2 separate regions of the Muntiacus reevesi genome follow, and region 2 is linked to region 1. The links are chromatin contacts, called in public Hi-C maps. All regions are on one chromosome and are shown on one strand. Each heading gives the region's core, a stretch centred on a gene start, on an enhancer-like site or on the middle of the called end of the contact. The rest is flanking DNA. Distances are from core to core; before and after follow the strand shown.

What was found. A called contact is a pair of places that touch in the nucleus more often than the background predicts.
Region 2: a Hi-C map of blood shows a contact between it and region 1, with 4 times the contacts expected there. The contact joins the promoter of SS18L2 here to the promoter of RPL14 in region 1. A contact is called at or near these places in 2 of 3 Hi-C or Micro-C datasets (blood and muscle).

The regions. Positions count from the first base shown.
Region 1 is chr4:72,920,412-72,923,640 of mMunRee1.1, reverse strand. It overlaps RPL14 (ribosomal protein L14), which reads right to left and starts at 1,506. Exons shown (of 6, transcript XM_065935253.1): 1 at 1,445-1,506; 2 at 809-910. The coding sequence starts at 1,447.
Region 2 is chr4:74,301,939-74,305,152 of mMunRee1.1, reverse strand. SS18L2 (SS18 like 2) reads right to left here and starts at 1,595. Exons shown (of 4, transcript XM_065933111.1): 1 at 1,460-1,595. SEC22C (SEC22 homolog C, vesicle trafficking protein) reads left to right here and starts at 1,676. Exons shown (of 8, transcript XR_010662957.1): 1 at 1,676-1,811.

The DNA.
Region 1 (3,229 bases), core at 257-2,756:
TCAAGGATCTCAGTATAAAAATGTAACAGCATTCAAAATGCAGATATCCTACATAATATTAGTCTTTTCAGAATCATCAAATTCTTATACTTAAAATCTTTCTTAAAGGTTAAAAAAGGACTTAGCAGTAATAGTTAAGCATAGAACCCAACATATAGTTTTGTCTTTAATCCTTCCACTTCCCACCAAAAAAAACTATCTTTGCTCAATCCCTTAGTTTGTGGTGCTCAAGTAGTGACAACAGGAAACAAGGGCTTTCTATGGGACTGGCTTTGTTCCAAATTCGCATTGAACATAATGATTTACATCTCGCCAATGTTTTAGCCCACCTTTAGTTTAAAACTGCCTAGTTTCACTGAAACATGTATACTATCAAATGTGAAACGGATCGCCAGTCCAGGTTTGATGCATGGGACAGGGTACTCGAGGCTGGTGCACTGGGATGACCCAGAGGGATGGGATGGGGTGGGAGGTGGGTTCAGGACAGGGAACACATGTACACCCGTAGGTGATTCATGTCAATGTATAGGAAAACCACTACAATATTGTAAAGTAATTAGCCTCCAATTAAAGTGAATAAATTTATTAAAAAAAAAAAAACTGCCTAGTTTAAAAGACAGAAGTATTACTCAAACCCAGCAATACAGGTCAATTCAAGCCTCTGCTCTGTAACCCTTATCTGCGCTGGCTGTTTAACTAAAACTACCACCCATTGTACTATCTTAAGAGGGCCGTTGAAACCATTACCTCTGTCGTCTACACTGCCTCCAGTGCCATGTGAAGCCGTGACACTTTTCCTTACACTTACCCTGTTCTGATCAATAACATCTACAATCGCGACCAGCTTCCCGGCATGAGGCCCAAAGGAGACGTAGGCCACCCGGCCAACCTCTACGAAGCGCCTGAACACCTAAAATTGGGAGGCGGGGGGGGGAGAGAGAACAGCGAGACTGATTAAAACTACGATCCAGTTTGCCGTCTTTGTAACTTAGAGTATGGCTAAAAACAGGAAAAAAGAATGTTGAGGAAAACACGCCGAAGTGCCATGGGACAACCAGGACGGACGAAATCCACAGAGGGAACGGTGGCAAGTCAGGCTCCCGCTGGCCTCCAGGTCCACGAAGCCAGCACGGCCAGACCACCATGCAACGCTCTGCTTCGGCCACGGCGGGCTGGCTAGGCGACTGGCCGCCGAAACGACGAGGCGGGGGCGGCCAGAGCGCGCACGCGTGACCCAGCGAGCGCCCGGCATGCCGGGCCCTCCACGCGCTCCTCGGGCGCGCATCCTGAAAGCTCCCAACTCTTGTGGTCTTGCCCACCCGGGGAACCTCACTGCACAATACCTAAGATCCGCTGAGCGCCGCTGCTCGCCTCCGGCCCTCAGCCCAGGCAAAGCTGGAGCGGTATAGGGGCCAGACATGGAGCCCGCGCAGGCGATACTCACCATGTTGGCGGCGTTCAGCGAGAAGGAAGAAGGCCCGCCCAACCTTGCGCATGTGTAGAAGACCGCCCCGCCCCGGTAGTGAACGAGTCGCCGACGTGGGCACCGATTGGTTGGGACGTACGCACGTACGCACACATGGTCACTGGGAAAACATGGCGGAGTCTGCTGGAGCTCGGCTATGCTTTCGAGGTTGGGTTTCGTGGGTTTGGCTTAATCGACACAGCGCGTGAGCAACTGTTTCTTAAGACTTCAGGGTGCAGGAGAGCACAGAAGCTGTGCTTTCCTTTGTGACTGTTTGCAGTCCTTTCGACTTCATCTTTTAACGTTCTTCCATATTTTCTTCACTATTCGTCTAAATGTTACTGATGTCTTAGTACGATTTTTTTTCTCTCCGTAAGTGACCCCATTAATTTTTATTAACCTTTCTTCTTAAAAGAATTAAAACTTTACAGAAAAGTTACAGAAGAAGTATAAGTAATCCCCCTAAACATGTCACTTCGAGTTCCCAAATGTTAACATTATCCTGTTGCTTAATAATTTTTTTGACCCATTTGAGAGGAAACTGCAGACATGATGTTCCTTTACACTTAAATGTGATATTTCTTAGAAACAAGGGCATAATTTTATATAATCAGTACAATAGTAAAATTCAGTAAGTTAATAATAGTTATATGTATGTGTGTATATATATACACACACTTATGTATGTACATGTACGTATGTATGTATTATTTTGGCTGTGCCTCAAGGCTTGCAGGATCCTAGTTCCCAGACCAAGGGTCCAGACTCTTGACCCAGAGTGAAAGCCCAGGATCCTCACCACTGGATCACCAGGAAATTCCCACCTAATTTATTAATTTGCACTCTTTATTTAACTATTAGCAATTGTTCCGTTTATGTCATTGGCAGCAAATGAAAAAAGTCTTCAGGGCTTATAATCTTGTGAAGGGTTACAACCTGCATTTAGTTACATCTGATCTTTTAAAATCTGTAATAAACCTATCTGTGTTACTGACATTTAAAAATACAGGCTATTTGTTTTATAGGTCTCCAGTATATGCTCTGTAATTTCATTTATAGAAAATTCAAATCAGGCAAACTAATCTATGTTGGTCATTTTTACCCCTGGTGCAGGCAGCAGTTGCTTGGAGGGGGAAGCGGGGTTTTTGAGCTGCTGGTGAGTTTCTTCATCTGGGTGTTGGTTACACGAGTGTGTTCAGTTTGTGAACATTCAAATCTCTACCTTTATGATTTGTGCATTTATTTCCCCCAAACACATTTCCTAACTCTACAATCAGAGAATCTTGATCTGCAGGTCTGCAGAGGAGCAAGAATTTGCATTTAATAAACAAGCTCCCCAAGTCGTTCACTGAATACTTTGGGAAAGACTGGGATTCCCCAGTTATTTTTCTAGAGTTCACTAAATGATTATGTCCCACTTGTTTTACGTACTCCAAAAGTCCATTTTTCACCACATAATCCAGGGGTCCCCAATTCCCCGCAACCAGAACTCACAGCAGGAGGGGAGCAGTTATCTTCCCCGAAACTTGTCGCTGGTGCCAAAAAAACTTGGGAACGCTGACCCAATCTACAGGATAAAGTCCTAACTCCCCAGCAATTCAAGGCCTCCATAGTCTAATCCCAACCCCTTCCTAGGTTTTTTCTCTCTGGGCATTCTGCCTCCTTTACCCCTAATATCGCAATAGTTAACAAGTTTCGGGACTTTTCATGTAATCAGCCCCCTCTTCCTACAATGTGGTCCCCGTCTTTCTCTTTGAAAAATGG
Region 2 (3,214 bases), core at 346-2,845, 1.4 Mb before region 1:
TCATCACCAAGTCCTATTGATTTCACTTCTACATTTCTCTGCCCAGTCTCTACCCAGATTGCCCAGTGCTCTTCTGCTTCACACTGTTCTAGCCTAAACTCTAGCTTCATCTTCTCTTGTCCAGACAACTGCATTGACTTCCCAACTGGCCCTACCACAGTTTCCAAGAGCCTTCTCCATTTTGATCTTAATGTCAGCAGCCAAAGTGATTTCTACAAAATATAAATCCAATCAGTTTTCACCTGTCCCAAATTCTACTATGGCCTCCAATATCTTACATGATCTTACCTCTTCTAGTCTCTAGTGGCTTTCACTCTACTTCTTTACTCTGTAAACTCTGAGGTTTTTTTTTTTTTTCCTTTTTGGTGACAAAATATACATAACACAAAACTTACCATTATCACCATTTTTAAATGTACAGTTCTGTGATATATAGTACATTACATTGTTGTGCAAACATCACCACTATCCATTTCCAGAACTTTTTCATTTTCCCCAAATGAAAGCCTGTGCCTATTAAACAACTCCCCACCCACCTCCCCTCACCACTCCCCAACCCAGGGTTGGTTTTCATCTTTCAAGGAGCCCTGCCATAGTCCACACAGAGTTCTTTATACATTTCTCTGTCTGAAGCACTCTTCCACCCTTTGCCTCGTTAGCTACTACTCATCCAGTGTCAAGGAAGCCTCCTGGAACCACCAAATCCAGGCCAGAAGCTCCAGTAAATCCTTTCAAAACCAGTGCTCCTCTCCGAGAATACATAGCTCAGTTTGTACTTAAACATGTGTTGTATATTGCAGTATGGGTTCTGTCACTCTTCTCTCCTTTCTTAATATAGGTTTTAGTGTCAGGAGTTACTCGTTTTGTCCGCAGTGACTGGCATAGTGTCTGGTTCGCAGCAGGTGCTTACAATTTGTAAAATGAATAAATGGATGAACCGTCGTTCCTCATCTCCTTTCAGCTGATCACCAGTCTATCAGTACGTCCGCCCCCCAGATTGGAGTGTATCCCTTGGGACCGGACTTTGGCACCTCATCCAGGCTGGCAGCAGGCTGTGATCTTTGGTTTGCCTATCTCGGGCCTCTCGCCCAGCAAATAGCTGAACCCACGCCCCGGGCGTGTCGCGCCGTCACGCGGAACCTCCCTACTTCCACACATCAGAACCCGGCAGAAACTAAGCTTAAACTGCGAAGCCTCTTCGCACCTCCGGACGTGGGAATTATATACTTGGACCTCAGACTCACGCGGGTGAGAACCGGGAGACGCGAGGAAAGTTGGAAGGCGCGCCCCAGCGATGCCCAATCTATATTTGGGTCGAAGCCCTTTAAGCAGTACTTCATTCAAGACTCCTCCGGGACCCGGCAGTGGAGGCGCGCCAGGATTGGTCGGTTTGGGTGTGGGTGTTGCTCGGCACCAGCGAATAAGCGGGGGCAGAGGGATGTTGTGGTTCAAGACTCACGCATGCGCAGGGTCGTCTGCCTGTGCCTGGGCTGCCTGTGACCCGGGCCAGGTCTGCCGGGTGGGCTGATTGCAGAGGAGGCAGAGGGTGGCTCGGCGGGAGGGCGCCGACTCCCGGAGGCCGCTGTCGGGGCGAGGTGAGGGCTGGCGGGCTGAGGCGGGCGCTGCGGTCCGTTAGCCGAGAGCAGGCGGGGTCGGGTGTGGCGCAGGGCGGGCCTGGAAGCGGAGCCCCCCTACCCCGGCCCGTCCGGCCCTCTGGCCCGGTTTAGCTCTCCAGGGCTTCTTGGGGCTTCCCGAAGTCTCAGCTCCCCTTTCTGCCGCCAGCTGCTCTCCTGACTCCGGGACGACCCAAGGTGCGAGCCTATGGGAACCCTCAGTTGCCAGTTGCCGGTGGAGCGCTGCCCACAGTGGGAGGAGACGGGGTGTGTCCGAATGATGGGATGATTGTTTACTTAATTATCCACGAACCTCACGTCAGAGTATTTTAATAACAAACAAACTTCCCTTAGCGTGCAGATCTTGTAAGACTTGGTTTACCAGATACTGAGTTTAGTAGACCAGCTTTTGTGAACATCAGTTGTCGGAGGTGATGAGCATATGTGCGGGATATAGGATTACGTCTAGATTCCAGTGTCAGAAGGATTAAGCACTTCGGTGCTTAATTAGGTTTGTGGACATCAAAGCCACCAAAGAATATTCCCAGTGGTGAAAAGTAATTGGTGAAATTTGTGACACGGTCAGAAAAGAAATAAAATTCAGACAGTGGATAGGGTCAATTTTCATTAAATTTACAAAGAAAGGAATTGATTCTGATAGAGATAATTTTAGTAAAATGAAAATGTAAATAATTGAATACTTCCTTATTGCTAAATAGAATTAAATTGACATAATGGTTTGCCCTGGAAAACACATTTTAGGCAATGTTGTTATAGCTCTAAAAGTTTGTGTTTACAACACAAAGAACATCTTGGGGTCCCAAAGCTTTTTATCCTTATAAAGAGCCTCAGAGATCAAAAGCATCCAAAGATGACTGCTGATCAGAGAGAAAAAGTGACTTATCCAAAGGAATACAATGAGTGAGGAGCAGTTGTAGCTAGTGTAACCCTAGGTCTTGGCTCCTTCTATTAGCAGATCTCTGATTCATTCTAAGTATGAATGCTCCAGGGAAAGGAAATGTTTTAGCAAGATAGAGTTGCTGTAATCCCAAAGATTGGATTTAGAGACACAGAGTGTACTGGAACGATCACAGGCTTTCCAGTATTTTTGAGTAGGAAGTTTGGGGTGGAATACTAGCTCTACCACTTGAGCTTTACAACTACCATTTCCCCATCTGTCCAGTGTAGATTATGCCCACCTCATAGATAGTTATGAGCATTAAATATCATAAGTCATAGCATAGTGCCTGGTGTATAATATTGTGTGTGTGTGTGTGTGTGTGTGTGTGTGTGTGCGCACGCGCGAGCGTGCTCAGCCATGTCCAACTCTTTGCGACCCCATGGACTATAGCCCGCCAGGCTCCCTGTCCATTAGATTTCTCAGGTAAGAATACTGGAATAGGTTGCTATTTTCTTCTCCAGGGTATCTTTCCGACCCAGGGATCGAACATTAGATGTCTCCTGTGTTTCCTGTGTTGGCAGGTGGATTCTTTACCACTGAGCCACCTGGGAAACCTGGCATATATTATTAGTTGGTATCAAATTCCATCCCCTACTCTTCTTAGCTCCTAAGGAATGGCAAACTTGACCTGTACCCTCCT